Linked DNA regions of Mus musculus: all the other regions are linked to region 1. Evidence: chromatin contacts called from public HiChIP or PLAC-seq data. All regions are on one chromosome and are shown on one strand. The core of a region is the stretch at or near the end of the contact, and the rest is flanking DNA. Distances in the headings are between cores, read along the strand shown.

What was found. HiChIP or PLAC-seq counts read pairs in DNA pulled down with a chosen protein or histone mark.
Region 2: a contact with region 1 is called in a BATF HiChIP or PLAC-seq map of CD8 T cells, with 12 read pairs. The contact joins the promoter of Slc16a13 here to the enhancer-like site in region 1. A contact is called at or near these places in 12 of 39 promoter capture datasets (the C10 cell line, the HPC-7 cell line, HPC-7-derived erythroid cells and 8 more), 2 of 15 datasets of contacts at CTCF or cohesin (CD8 T cells and the NIH/3T3 cell line), 2 of 484 Hi-C or Micro-C datasets (both in bone marrow-derived macrophages), 4 of 115 datasets of contacts at active chromatin or transcription factors (CD8 T cells, bone marrow-derived macrophages, craniofacial prominence and 1 more) and 3 of 9 other capture datasets (adipose tissue, liver and pancreatic islet).
Region 3: a contact with region 1 is called in a BATF HiChIP or PLAC-seq map of CD8 T cells, with 21 read pairs. The contact joins two enhancer-like sites. A contact is called at or near these places in 9 of 39 promoter capture datasets (the HPC-7 cell line, HPC-7-derived erythroid cells, embryonic stem cells and 5 more), 2 of 15 datasets of contacts at CTCF or cohesin (CD8 T cells and the NIH/3T3 cell line), 3 of 484 Hi-C or Micro-C datasets (bone marrow-derived macrophages and macrophages), 4 of 115 datasets of contacts at active chromatin or transcription factors (CD8 T cells, the NIH/3T3 cell line, embryonic fibroblasts and 1 more) and 3 of 9 other capture datasets (adipose tissue, embryonic stem cells and pancreatic islet).

What each region holds. Positions count from the first base shown.
Region 1 is chr11:70,112,844-70,117,763 of GRCm38.p6, reverse strand. No RefSeq gene overlaps it. Among named protein-coding and RNA genes, the nearest start is that of Mgl2, 15 kb to the left of the region's middle. Within about 2 kb of position 2,938, at least 37 of the 459 cell types and tissues checked have an H3K27ac peak or open chromatin away from gene starts, as enhancers often do. A contact at or near this core is called in CD8 T cells, adipose tissue and bone marrow-derived macrophages, where this site is marked.
Region 2 is chr11:70,218,423-70,223,342 of GRCm38.p6, reverse strand. It overlaps Slc16a13 (solute carrier family 16 (monocarboxylic acid transporters), member 13), which reads left to right and starts at 2,349. Exons shown (of 4, transcript NM_172371.3): 1 at 2,349-2,864; 2 at 3,005-3,148; 3 at 4,013-4,750. The coding sequence starts at 2,666.
Region 3 is chr11:70,189,980-70,194,899 of GRCm38.p6, reverse strand. No RefSeq gene overlaps it. Among named protein-coding and RNA genes, the nearest start is that of Slc16a11, 21 kb to the left of the region's middle. Within about 2 kb of position 2,584, at least 50 of the 459 cell types and tissues checked have an H3K27ac peak or open chromatin away from gene starts, as enhancers often do. A contact at or near this core is called in CD8 T cells and bone marrow-derived macrophages, where this site is marked.

The sequences.
Region 1 (4,920 bases), core at 1,689-4,188:
TCTCCTCTCTTTGATTATTACCCTTGCAATTCTATCTTCATATTATCTCCTTGTCAATCTTTCCATTCTACAGATCTTTGCAGAACAACTGTTGGAGCGGGGCACGGTGATACACCTGTCAGCTGAGCACGTATACGTGAGGCAGAGAATCATCGTGGCTTGATCATCCTGGGCTACAGAGAAAGACTCAAGTTCAGATGCCCTCATTGGTTTTTCTTCATTTCCGTTATTTTTAACGTCACTAATGTCAGTGCTGCATCGTGTTCTTCACTTCCTAGTTTACAAACTGCTTATCAATCTCCTTCCATCCTATGGAACCTTCCAGTCTTTGACTTTTGGTGTTTCTTTCCTAGTTACAGTGGGCGCTCCCCATCTGCGGATTTTACAGCGGCAGATCCGCTGTAAAATGAGCTACCATTATGTGGTTGTGAGCCACCATGTAGGTGCTGGGAATCAAACCCAGGTCTTCTGCAAGAGCCATGCTGAAAATGTATGGGGAAGAACTTGCATCTCAGTGAATGTGCTGACCGTGTTCATATCATTCCCTAAAATGAAGATAACAGCTATGCATGGGCTCTTGGGTTGCCTTCGGTATTAAGGTAATTAAAGCAGTGACTTTAGATAAATCAGAAGGTGTGAGCGGGGAGCTTACATGTGAATGCAAAGCCTTTCTATGTAAAGGACTTTTCTATTTACGGCTTTCAGTGTCCGAGGGGTGATTTAGAAGAAAGTCTTTACAACTCCAAACAGCAATTATTAAAGCATTGAATGCTGCAAAATCCATCTTGATGGCTCATACTCTCATTTTCACCCAGTTCAAAAAAATTGTCTAATTTATATTGTGACAACTTATTTGAATCTTATAGTTATTTTATTTATTTTTTAGAGTTTTTTATGTATGTATATAAATGGTTTTCCTGCATATATGTAATTCTGGTAATTGCAGAGATCAGTGGCTTTGGGTTCCATGAAACTGGAGTTATGGATGGCTGTGAGCCACCATGTAGGTGCTGGGAATCAAACCCAGGTCCTCTGCAAGAGCAGTCATTGCTCTAAACTCCCCCCCCCCCCCAGCCCCTGGGGCTTATATTTTAATTTTAAATTTATTGCTTAATTTTAAAACACATGAACTTTTTACACATCTTTATTGACTCATTTACAGTGGTTGGCCTATACTTCTACTTTAAACACACAACATTTTTTTATTTTAGGTCTTCAAACTCAAGGGCTTCAAGTTCCAGGTGAAATGGAATAAACGCATCCCACTATTTCTCTCCAATCTAGTATGTCCTGGTTTGCTTCCTGTTGCTGTAATAAAACCCTCTGGCCAAAAGCAACCTGGGAGGAAAGGGTTTGCTTAGCTTCTGGTCACAGTCCATCACTGAAGGCGATATAAGCAAGAATCCATGGAAGGGTGCAGTTACTGCTTCATTCAGCCACTGGCTCCTGTTCATCTAGCTCCCTCCCTCCCTCCCTCCCTTCCTTAGATTTATTTATTTTTATTTTATGTGCATGGATGGTTTGCCTGCATGTGTGTATGCCCAACACTTGTGTGAAGTACCCAAGGAGACCAGAAAAGGGTGCGGGATCCCCTGGTGCTGGGCTACTATGTGGGTTCTGGGAATTGAATGTCTAGAAGCACAGCCAACACTCTTTACCACTGAGCCCTCTCCCCAGCCCCTCCTCTACCTTTCTTATTAACAGACCCACCTGCGTAGGGATGGTGCCACCCACAGTAGGCTGAGCCCTCGCACATCAGTCATCAATCAAGACATGGCCACAAGCCAGTCTGACCTGGGAAGTTCCTCAACTGATGTTTTCTCTATCCAAGTGATGCTAGATTGTGTCAGGCTGACAATAAACATTAACCAGCGTAGACTATAACTATAAAGCCTGACTGATGCACACACTTCCATATTGGGAGGAGTCTGAAAACTCAGTGCAAGAGGTTACTGGAGGAGAATACCATAACTGGAAGTACCACTAACTGTCGTGAGCATACCACTGTCTGCCTCTAGGGTATCCCAACTTGAACTTAACACAGCCTAAAACTGTGGTCTGAACAGACAGGGCTCCACGGGGCCCATGATAGCTCTGGCCCAGGGCAGGAGAGTTTCTTACTGGAGGCTGCTCTGATCCCACATCTCACACACCTGTCACTCACACCCATGCCAGTAAACTTGATACGTGTGTCTTTCATATATATTGAGCAACAACAATGGTTAATCTTAATTCCAGGATCTCAGAAGTCCAGCTAAGACTAAAGCCAAACTTAAAAAAAAATTTTTTTTAAATAAAGATACTTTTATCTTTCTGTGTATGACTGTTTTGCCTGCATATGTATCTGTACACCATGCGTGTGCCAGATGCCTGTGGGGAGAAGAGAGCATCCCATCTCTTGGCACTGGAGTCACAGGCAGTTGTGAGCCACTGTGTGGATGCTGGGAACTGAGGCCGGGCCTTCTGCAAGAACAACTTGTGCTCTTAAGTGCTGAGCCATCCCTCCAGCCCGAAAGCTGATTTTCCTATCTCACATCCCAGCAAAGCTTTGTACAAACTTGGTTGGGCTCCACCACGGATGGAGCCGTAGCTCACAGGGTAAGAAAGGACTTTGCTCAGACTCCTCCTATCCTTTCACTCCATGCACAGTGGGGTCTGAGTAGAATTTAATTTTTTTTTATTTTTTACTATTTCCAGTTATGTGTACTCAGAGGTGAGCAGCATGTGAGTACAGGTTCCCTGGGGAGGCCGGAGGCATCGGGGCCACTGGAGCTGGGCGTTTGTGAGCTGTCTGAGATGGAGGCTGGGGAATGAACTCTGGTCCTCATACCCTTCAGCACTGAGCCATCTCTCCAACACCAGGGTTTCATTCACAGCCAGCATCCATGCCTCTTCAACAGAGGACTGATTGTCCTCCTACGTCATCTGAGCACAGAGAGCAGAAGTTAGCTTAGGATTTTATGCTCTTGCCAACCACAGCTGCTAGCCAAAGGCTAATGGGTGTGGTGCCCTCTGCTTAATTGGAAGTGCTCCAGAGCGTGGTCTGTGTTCTCATCATTCTTATCACCATGTGACACTTGGTTCGAAATTGCCTACAAACACTTCCTAATGAATCACTTTCTCCAGAATTCTTACCTTACAGTCGGCTTCCCTTGACCTTTCTTGACCTTCCTCCCTTCCTTCATCCTGCCTCTCCCCACCCGTAACAGCCAGTCCACAGAGCACACCGTAATGAGTCACTCTCAAAGGTCATCATCCCAGAATGTTTCAGAAGGCAAGGGGTCGGTGGTCAGATAACAGTTCCTCTCTCCCTTCCATCTTTTCCTGTTCTCCTCACTGAGCCTCAAGGACAAAGGAGACATGGACCCAAGGACATGAGGCCAGTGTCCGTCCCAGCAAGCATCCAGAACCAGAACTTTAAAAGGCTTTGCAGACGTTTCTCGAAGCACCTGTGGGCTCTTCTGCCGCGTGAAGGTGGTTCACCTTGCTCTGGCCCTGATTGCAGTCCTCTCTGACAATCTACCTAGACGGCAATCATTGGAGATGTGGCTTCCAGCCTCCCAAGTTCTTGTTCTCTGACATCCTTGCCCTGTAAGGCAGCCAAGAGCAGCCTGATCAGCCAGTGCGTGGGGCAGGCAATTGCCCAGGCATTTGCTTTCAGATTTTCCCGACAAGAAACAGAAATGAGTCTCTTTCCTTATGGCTACCACGAAAACCCCAAGGCATAACCACAGCCTTACCTTAAGAGGCAGGGCTGCTGGCAACTGCCTATGATCTCAGCACCAAAGAGGCTGAGGCATGAAACTTAGTGCAAGTTCAAAGCCATCCCAGGCCATAGAGTGAGACCCTGCTTCAAAACAAAACAGAAACAGAAAGACAAAATATTTCTTGTTCCACTGAAGCCTCGGCAGTCTGTGGCACCTCAACAGTATTGTCACCTTGGCTCCCATGAGGCCTTCTGGGGAGAGGCCTGACTTACTCCATGCAGACAGCCGTCTCTGCACAGGTGTCCTTCGGGGCGCCACCATCTAGCTAGGGAAGGTATGAAAAAGCATTTCCCTTTCCCATGGGGGAAAAAGTGGGCGGCTACCCCACAATATGTAAGAACTCTCTAGAAATTATCTCCACCAGGGGGTACTTGCTTTTACCTCTTCCTAGGACAACCACTGTCTTAGTCAGGGTTTCTATTCCTGCACAAAACATCATGACCAAGAAGCAAGTTGGGGAGGAAAAGGTTTATTCAGCTTACACTTCCATACTGCTGTTCATCACTAAAGGATGTCAGGACTGGAACTCAAATAGGTCAGGAAGCAGGAGCTGATGCAGAGGCCATAGAGGGATGTTTCTTACTGGTTTGTTTCCCCTGGCTTGCTCAGTTTGCTTTCTTATAGAACTCATGACCACCAGCCCAGGGATGGCACCACCCACAATGGGCCCTCCCACCTTGATCACGAAATGAGAAAATGCCTTGTAGCTGGATCGTATGGAGGCATTTCCTCAAGGGAGGCTCCTTTCTCTGTGATAACTCCAGTTTGTGTCGAGTTGACATACAAAGCCAGCCAGTACACACACACACACACACACACACACACACACACACACACACACACCTATGCTTCCAGCTTCAGAATACATGGTCACTTTGTGGAGATCTAACCAAATTTCTATGAAAAACAGGAAAAGAATTTAGCCTCCTGCTTTGTGTGACCATGTCACTGTTCTCAGTTCCGTAAGCAAGCCCAGGACCTTACTAGCTATGCTGCATTCTTTTGGGGAAATGACTTCTGTTGGGAGGCTGACCAAACAAGCCATAGGGCTGGAGAAGATATTTGCAGCCTGCAAACCCAACAGGGACTCCGTGTCTACAACAGATAGAGACTTCTGGAGCTAGGAATGGCTCAGTGGTTGAGGGTTCTTGCC
Region 2 (4,920 bases), core at 1,100-3,599, 110 kb before region 1:
TACAGTCTAACCCCTATCAAAAATAATATCAGCTATAATTACTTATCCTATGTTAAATGCACAAACTTACTAATTTAATCCCTGGCAGCTCTAAAAAGTAGGGAGTGTTCTCTTCAGTTCACAGATGACACCAATTGAGAAGTTAAGGATCTTGACCATGTAAAAAGTAGTAAAATAAATATTGGGACTGTGATCTGATTTTAAAGATGTAAAGACTGGGCTCTGTTGAGATTCAACTATTTTCTATACCACTGCCATATCCCTATTATGAGTCTGCTTATAACAAAACTGTAGACCCAAAGAATTTCGGCATTTTATTTTCCATATATGCAACTGAGAAATGTACCATGGTTTGGTTTGGTTCTGCTTGTGCAAGGGATTGAACTCAGGGACTTCCAGGAGAGCCCAAGCCCCCTTGGGTTTAGGGAGGGGAGCTTACTTTTTTTTTTTTTCGAGACAGGGTTTCTCTGTGTAGCCCTGGCTGTCCTGGAACTCACTTTGTAGACCAGGCTGGTCTTGAACTCAGAAATCCACCTGCCTCTGCCTCCCGAGTGCTGGGATTAAAGGTGTGTGCCACCATGACCAGCGGGAGCTTTTCATTGTATATATCTAATTACCTAATTTATTGCTGTGCATGCATGTGTGGCGTGTGTACGTGTGGAGGTGAGAGGACAACTCTATGAAGTCACTCTCCACTCTCCAGGGAGTTTCAGGGATTGAACTCGAGGCATCAGCTCTGCTTCGCCTGCTCTGCCATCGCTCTAGCCCCTCTTTGGGCTTCTGAGGCAGTCTTGTATGTAGCTCAGGCTGGTTTCAAACTCGACTCTGCCTCCTAAGCACCAGAGTAACAGGAACATGCCAACACAGCCAAGTTCCTTAAGATCGGATCTCACTAAATTGCCCAGATTAGCCTTTACCTCAGTCTGAAGTCCCAGCATGCCTTAAGCTTGCTACCCTCTTAGCCCGGTCTCAATAGCTGGGGTTGCAGACAGGCCTTATGTGTAGTGTTTTGCCTACATGTATTTAAGTGACCCAGATGGGTACATGCCTGTGGAGGCCAGAAGAAGGTGTCAGATCCCCTGGAACAGTGCGGGAGCTGACAAGACCTGAACCTTGTTCCTCTGAAAGAACAACAGCAAGTGCTCTTAACTGCTGAGCCATCCCTCCAGCCCCTACAGTGTGATTTCTTAAAAGCATAACTTCTTATACCATCCCCCTCTCGTTTGCCTCTTTCCCCATTGTTCTGCATATGAATTCCCAGCCCAAGGTTTCAAAGGTCAGAGTCCTGGGGAGCCTGAGGTACCATAAAAGAAAAGCCCAAGTCTTTGCTCTCAGGAGGTGAGGGGGCAGTGCCTCTAGAGCTCTGGTTAGATAAGAGGCTGACTGCTCCAGAGACCAGGGTCATAGCTTGCCTCTCTCAAGGTGTTCAGCATAAGATAAAAAACAAAACAACTGGTTAGGAAGTGGCCAGTACTAGAAGGCTAAGAGAAAGCTTCCAGCACTGCTGAGGAAAAAGTAGGTGGTAATGGGGGACTCTGGTGGTGTGACAGCCGCCCTTCCTCTTCTCAGTTATTTTTGGTCTCAGTGACCTGCTAGTTTCCTGCTAGTGGGGTCGGAAACGGCAGGAAAATAATTCTCATTACAGAAACGAATGCCAGGACTCCGGGTCGTCACCGGTCCTCGTTCCCCGCCTCCCCGCTTTATAACAGCAATACTGGGAATTGAACCAGGACCAGTTCAATGGGTCCTGTAACCCCCCTTTTAATTATGTAAAAAACAAAAACACAAAGAAAAACAAAATTGAGACGGAGTCTAGCTAAATTGCCCACGTTGACCATGAGCTTGCCTCTGCCTCCCGAGCAGCTAGGATCACAGTCTGCGCGTTCCTGTCTTCCCTCTTCCTCCGCCGCCCTCGGCTCAGCCGTCTAGAATTTTCAGGGCTTTTCTAGTCGTCCCAGGTGCTCTGTCAGTTTGACTCTTACCTCATAACCTGTCCCTTCATACCCACGCTGCATGGCAATTTTTGGATCCCTCACTAAGCAAGTGAGTTTCTGCCTGGCCAGGACCAGTTTATCCACAACCAGCCCTTTGATGCAAGTCTGGAAATGTGATTGCAGAACCGCAGAACCCTCAGGGTTAGGTCCCTTGTCACGTGGGACCTATCTTCCTCATGCCCCTCCCTACGCATGCGCCCCTCTCTCACTGCAGGTCCTGAACAATGCTGTAAACCCCGCCCAGCCCCTCCAGATCCACCCCCTGCTCTGGAGACCTGCATCCTAATTGGCGAACCAAGTGTTGGATGTTGGCCCACTTAGGCAGGTGTTAAATCCTCAAAGATAACATAATCCACAACCAGACTACCTCTCGTTAGGGTTGTGGCCCGAACCTGGTTTTATTTTCTGACCACTAAAGAAATCATCTGGCTGGAGTCTGGATCTCAGCTGCGGTCTAACCCGGCCCTGTGTCGGTGGCAGGTCCCGGTTTATAGGGCCTCCTTCCTCTTGGGGAAAGGCGCAGGCGCCACATGCTTTATCAGTAACTTCCTAGCTACCAGCCCCAGCTTAGCGCTGAGCGTCCTGCAGGGTAGGTGGGAGGGCCAAAGTGAGCGATTTAAAGCCCAGATCAGGCAGGGGCTCTTAGGAGTTGCCCCTTTGTTCCTTTCGGAATGGTGCGCAGGGCTGAGCCCCCCGACGGGGGCTGGGGATGGATGGTGGTGCTCTCAGCGTTCTTCCAGTCGGCGCTCGTGTTTGGGGTACTCCGTTCCTTCGGTGTCTTCTTCGTGGAATTTGTGGCGGCGTTTGAGGAGCAGGCAGCCAGAGTCTCCTGGATCGCTTCCATAGGGATCGCGGTGCAGCAGTTTGGGAGTGAGTGCGGCGTCCGGGTGCGGTGGCCTGCCACCCTCGGAGAAAAGAGGGAATTTGGGGACCAGAAAGGGGAAAGGGTCGGGAGGATGCTGAGGGAGGGTGGCGGAGACCACCTCGCAGAACCCATTCCAATTCCCTAGGCCCAATAGGCAGTGCCCTGAGCACGAAGCTGGGGCCCAGGCCTGTGGTGATGACTGGGGGCATCTTGGCTGCGCTGGGGATGCTGCTTGCTTCATTTGCTACCTCCTTGACCCACCTATACCTGAGTATTGGGCTGCTGTCAGGTGAGACCCTGGGCAAGGGCAGAAGTCTAAGGCCTGTATCTCAAGCTTCTGGGTTTTTCACCTTCTTCCACCTCTTTCCAAAAAGGCTCAGGGAGAACCTATGCCCTGAAGGGAATTCTTAAACTGAATGACTAAGTCAGAGATAATCCAGAAAACACAAGCCCAAACCCATCGGACTGGAGGGTAGAAGGGAGGTTGTTATTAAGATTGCGCTAGGTAGAGACCGAAATAGATATCATTGCTTACTTAAAAAATTAATAGTGACGCTTTCGATGCTTACATACCCGGGCAATGGAAGATTAATGTAGCCAAAAACAGTAGAGATGGGGCTCTTATTCCAAAGTTCTGTGTTAGGTACTTTAGGAACACTATCTTTTGTCTTCCCAGATCCCATAGAGCAGCGGTTCTCAACACGTAGGTAGCGATCCCGTTGGGAGAGTTGCTCAATTCTTTCATGGGGGGGGGGGGTGGTCACATAGCAGATGCTCTGACTTCAGATATTTTCATTACGATTCGTAACAGTAGAAAAAATACAGTTAGGAAGTAGTAATGAAAATAATCTTCTGGTTTGGGGGAGGAGGGTCACCACAACATGTATTGAAGAGTCAAAACATTAGGAAGGTCAGGACCCACTGTTATAAGGTGTGTTAACCCCATTTTGCAGATGAGGTGGTTGAGCCTGGGAGAGTAAGCAGAACACACAAAGTCACACAGCTAGAAAGTGTTAAAACCCAGCACTGTGAACACCCAGGTCTGTGGGCGTGCAAAGCAGGGGCTAGTCTGCTCCAAGGTTGTGCTGGGATTACTGGGTGTTCTGAGCACCTCCAAAGCCCACAGCCTCCCGCCTTGTTCTCCTTTTGACAGGCTCTGGCTGGGCCCTGACCTTCACTCCGACCATGGCCTGCCTTTCCCGTTACTTCTCTCAGCGTCGATCTCTGGCCATGGGGCTGGCCCTGACTGGAGTGGGCATCTCCTCTTTTGCATTTGCCCCCCTCTTCCAGTGGCTGATCAACAACTATGCCTGGAGAGGGGCCCTCTTGCTAGTGTCTGCCCTCTCACTACACCTGATGGCCTGTGGTGCTCTCCTCCGCCCACTCTCCCTGACTGAAGACGCTGCTGTGGGTGGCCCTGGGGCCCAGATCACCTCTCTCCTCCGCCATGGTCCCTTCCTCCGATACACTGCTGCCCTCACCCTGATCAACACTGGCTTCTTCATTCCATACGTCCACCTGGTGGCCCATCTGCAGGACCTGGGCTGGGACCCACTGCCTGCGGCCTTCCTACTTTCAGTGGCTGCTGTTTCTGACCTCGTGGGGCGCGTGGCATCTGGTTGGCTGGGAGATGCAGTCCCAGGGCCTGTGGCCAGGCTTCTGATGCTCTGGACCACCCTGACTGGGGTGTCACTAGCCCTGTTTCCTGTTGCTCAGGCTTCCTCAACCCTGGTAGTCCTGGCTGTGGCCTATGGTTTCACATCAGGAGCCCTGACCCCAGTGGCCTTCTCCGTGCTTCCTGAACTGGTGGGGACTGGAAGGATTTACTGTGGTATGGGACTGGTGCAGATGATCGAGAGTATCGGCGGGCTGCTGGGGGCTCCTCTATCAGGTAAGAGAAGTGGGGTTGCCAGCTGGGCCGGGGATGTCATGTTGTCTAGTTGGGGGAAGGAACTAGTTCCACAATGGTATGTGTTAATGGTGCCCTCTAGTATGTAAACAGTGTACCGCCTGCATAGCCAATCATAACAGTCCTAAAGTGAGTTCACAGGAGGACAGAAC
Region 3 (4,920 bases), core at 1,335-3,834, 77 kb before region 1:
ATTCCCGGAACCATGCCTATGACCTCGTCACTTCCAAACACAGTCGCACTGTGTCTTAGGGTGTTAGATGTGAAACATTAGGGGTTGGAAGGAACATAAACAAATATTCAATCTATAGCACTGTAGACATCAATAAAGCCAAGCGGGGCTGGGGAAATGACCCAGTGTGCAAAGTGCCCGCTGTGCAAAGGTGAGGCTGGAGTCTGGATGCTCATTTACCTATATCTGAACCCCAGAACTTTCAAGGGAAGGAGACGGGCAGATTCCTGCAGCTCACTGGCCAACCAGTTTAGCTTACCAGTGAGTTCTCCCACATATCAGTGGGAGACTCCATCTCAAAGAAGGAGGAGAAGAGGGAGGAGGAGGAGAGTGATAAAGACATCCAGTGTCAATCTCTGACCTCCACATATGCATGCATGAAAACTGAAATGCACAAACACACACACATACACACACCACACACATATCACACACATACACCACACCATACATACAACATACACATTCACAGTATACACACACAGCACACATGCACACAACACACACACACACACACACACACACACACACAAACAGTCAAGCCAAGTTCAGAAATACAGCCGTTTGCTTGTCAGTGGCTCAATGTCATAACTAAGGAACTAGGAGCTTTCCCAAATGTTTAGTCTTCACCCTGACTGTTTCTACTTTCCCCCTCTTAGTCACTACATTGCTTGCTGCTGTCTCAGACATAGCATTCGGAACCAATGATGCGCTAAGGAACATGAAAGCATTTCTTCTAGTGTGTCCTCCTCAGAGGTAAAGATACCTTCCTTCCCAGCCGGTATCCCTTGGCTCAGGGCCAGGAATTTACCACATCTCTATGCTTAAACCCGCCAGGGACTGGGTTGATGAGAACAGCTGGGGTTCCTGTCAGGCCCTAGCTCTGGGACTGAAACAGAGACAGCCTCATCTGAAGTTCATAACTGTACGGAGTTATGGAGTAGGGTGGATCCCTAAATACTTAAGGGACTGATGGTAAGAATGAAAACATTGTGGATCATGTTGCATAAAAGAGAGACAGACAGACAGACAGACAGACTTTGGCTGAGTCACGTATGAACTGCCCACTGGGACCTGAAAGGACACACAGAGAAGCTGAAAAGAAAGACGGCCTGAGAAGAGCACATTCCTGGCCGTCTGTTTCCTTGCCTGACTGGTCTGGAACTCAGATCCATCTGCCTCTGGCTTTTCAGTGATAGATCAAAAGCAGGTGGCACCATGCCTGGACTTTTGTTATTATTAACGTGATTTGTTTTCTCTGATAATAAATGACCAACTCTGCCCTCTCCCGACACACACACATCCAGAGTCTTAAGTAACTGTTGTATTAGGAAGAACCTGACCTCAGAGGCAGGAAATGGGCAACAATGTAGCAACCATAATGTGTCTCTTCCTGGCCTAGACAACAACAGCCACATTCCCAATGGTCTCTTGGCCTCCAGCCGGACTCTACAGTCCAAACTCTTTACTGCCACAAAGTGAGTTTTTCAGTAGTCAGTTCTGCCCTTAGTACAGAGTCCTAATTCCTTAACCAGCAACTCAGAATCCTTCATCATATTAACACTGGTCATCCTTGGGGTTCCCCCTCCAGTACCCTCAGCTTCAGCCTTGATAGTTAGGACCGGAGTTGAAGGATAAACAGCAAGACTTGTTTTAAAATTAGATGTAGCGCCAAACCAATAAATTCTGAGGTGCTGAATGGGTTTCAGCAGCCATGGTCTGATTAAAAGAACAAGGGGCTGGAGAGAGAATGCAGTGGCTAAGACTGCTGGTTGCTCTTGGGAAGGACACAAGTTCAGTCCCAGCACCCACCTCACAGCTCATAATCATCTGTAACTCCAGCTCAGTGCCAGGGGATCTGCGGCCTCGTCTGCCTCCATGGGCACTACACATGTGTGATCCATAGATATACATGCAGGCAAGACACACGCATAAAATAAAATAATGAATTTTTAAGGAAATTTTTTAGTAAGAAAGAATAGAACTAACTAAACTAGGTCTATTAGGAAATTTGTTAAATCAATAGAGGTAATTTCCTTAAAAAGAAGAAATTACCAAATCTACTGAACTTAAATAAAAAATAAGCACGATGCTCCACATACCTTCTATTCATCAACAATTTCTAGAAATTCTAGTAAGTATAAAAATACATAATTATAGACTACACACCTAGGAAATATAAAAATATAAGGTACATAAACTAATCTATATATATATATATATATATATAGTATAAAATAGCAGAATTAATAAAATTTTACAAGATGGCTGAATACAAGCCCTGTACGCGTAAAACAGTACCTTTAATTCCCTATGCTAACAACAGGACAACTAACTTTCTTGGAACCCTCCTACTGCAGAACTACCTAAGGTAGGTTAAAAAGAAAGAAAAGTGCCGTTTAAGTTAGCAACTCAGCTATAAAGAAAGCAGTGGGATTTTTTTTTTTTTTTTTTTTTTTTTTTTTGTCTAAAGCATGAATCACAAGCCACAGAGGCTGGGGCATAAGAGCCCACGAACACAGTGGAGCCAAGGGCATTCCCATGTGGCTTATGAAAGACAAGATGGAGGCTGGCTGATGATAGAAAGTTCAGAAATGACTACAGAGTGGGCAAAAGAAACCTGTTTGCCTTATCCCCACCACTGGGCAGAGAAAGACAAGCCATATCATAAAAATTCAGAACTAGTGCCGGGTGTGGAGACACGTGCTTTAACCCCAGCGCTTGGGAGACGGAGTGGTAGGTGGATCTCAGTGAATTTGAGGCCACCTGGGTCCACATAAGTTCCAGGCCAGCCAGGGTAACATAGAGAAACTATCTCAAAAAACAGCAACAGCAGCAGCAGCAGCAACAGCAGTGACTACATAACTGGAAATGCCCACTCCAAATCAGATCAGGGCCCACCCATCTGACACATCTGAGATCCCAGATACCCATGGCAGAGCATCTATAGTAAGGTCCTGCCAGATTGGACAGGTCCCAGGCACCGGCTGAAGCAAGCATGAGCCCTCTCTGGAGGAAGATTCCATCAAAGCTTTCTTGACAACTTTTAAAGAGACAGATTTCTAGAACCAAGCGTTTACAGCTCAGAAACGCACAATGCTCTCTCTGTGTCTCTGTCTCTGTGTCTCTGTCTCTGACTCTCTCTCTCTGTCTCTCCATACACACACACACACAACACACACAAGACTAGGCAAGACAAATCAGCAATAAGAAGTGGCAGAATGAGGCCCACGTGGAATTTAGTGACTTGAATTTTAGAGAGAATAAAAATAAACACATTATATAAGTAAATAGAATAAAACTTGAAAATGTGAGCTAGAGGTCATTGTCAAAAAGGTGAGCAGGCTCGCTCTGGTGGACTAGTGGGGCCACATGCCCATGGTAGCCAAGGAGAGGGCTGTGAGCATGCGTGCAGTGGATCACTTCTGCTTAGAGGAGTGGGGCCTCCTCTGGTTCTAAATGGAAGATCCAGAGTGTGACTCATTGCTTCCTATGCTGACATTCATAAAAGGCATGGTCTGGCTGTTACAAAGTCGGGAGAACCGGCTTCCAACTCCAGGCACGGAAGCTAGTGTGAGCATCAAATAGGAAAACTCAGACTGTATGAAACGTAATTTTTCTTTGCCACCCCCCCCCTTTTTTTTTTCCTGAGATGGGGTCTCTTTATGTAGTCCTGGCTGTCCTGGAGCTCATAATATAGACCAAGCTGGCCTCTAATTCAGAGATCCTCTTGCCTCTGCCTCCTGAGAGCTGGGATTAAAGAAGTGCACCACCACCATGCCTGGCTTTCCCTCTGACTTTGGTAAGAGTGATGGACATGACATGACCTTTAAAGAAGAGAGATGGCTCCGTGGTTTAGAGCCCTTGCTGCTCTTGCAGAAGACCCAGATCTAATTCCCAGAATCTACATGAAGGCTCATTGCAACCTCAGTTCCAGGGATTTCTGATCTCCGCAGTCACCGGCATGCACACAGTACACACACCTACAGGCAAAATGTTCAGGTGCACAAAATTAAATAATTAAGAAAAGGAAAATCCTGCTGTGTGTGTGGTGGCAGAGGACAGCGAAAACAAAAGGGAAGGATTCCAACCTATACTGAGAATTGGATTAAGACCTCAGTGTGGACTCCATAGCAGTGAGGCGGAACAGGAAATGTTTTTGAGATGAACAGAGGTAGCCAAAGGGCAAAGAGATCACTTCTGTTCTTGTGGTCTCATTGCAGTCAGCAGAGCCTCAAGAGGAGGAGAGCTCGGGGCATGGTGGCGCACGCCTTTAATCCCAGCACTTGGTAGGCAGAGGCAGGCAGATTTCTGAGTTCAAGGACAGCCTGGTCTACAGAGTGAGTTCCAGGATAGCCAGGGCTGCACAAAGAAACCCTGTCTTGAAAAGAAAAAGGAAGGAAGGAAGGAAGGAAGGAAGGAAGGAAGGAAGGAAGGAAGGAAGGAAGGAAAGAAGGAAGGAAGAAAAAGAGGAGGAGAGCTCAGCCTCTTTGCTGAGCTTTGCTGATACAAAGAAACAATGGGTTTTAGGGGGTTTTGATTTTTTGCAACAGATATGATTACAATTTTTTTTTAACCAAGGTTAAAAGCTACTTAGTTTATATGTGTCCTATGTGACTTTCTGAAACATTCTCTCTCCATTCTTAGTTTCAGTTCTCCATGCTTAGGTATGTTTAGGGTATGTGTGTACTCTTTAGACTCGGCTGATGTTAATGGTTGTAGCTATCCCTTAGTGTTCTAAAGAGAGAGTGAATCCATCCATTTTCTTTTGCTTTAAAAGGTATATGAGCCAGGGAATTTTATAAATTCAAGAGTCCTACTTAGCTCATGGCTTTAGAGGCTGAAGGGCAAAGGGCTGCTACTGGCTGCGTTTTCCAGAAG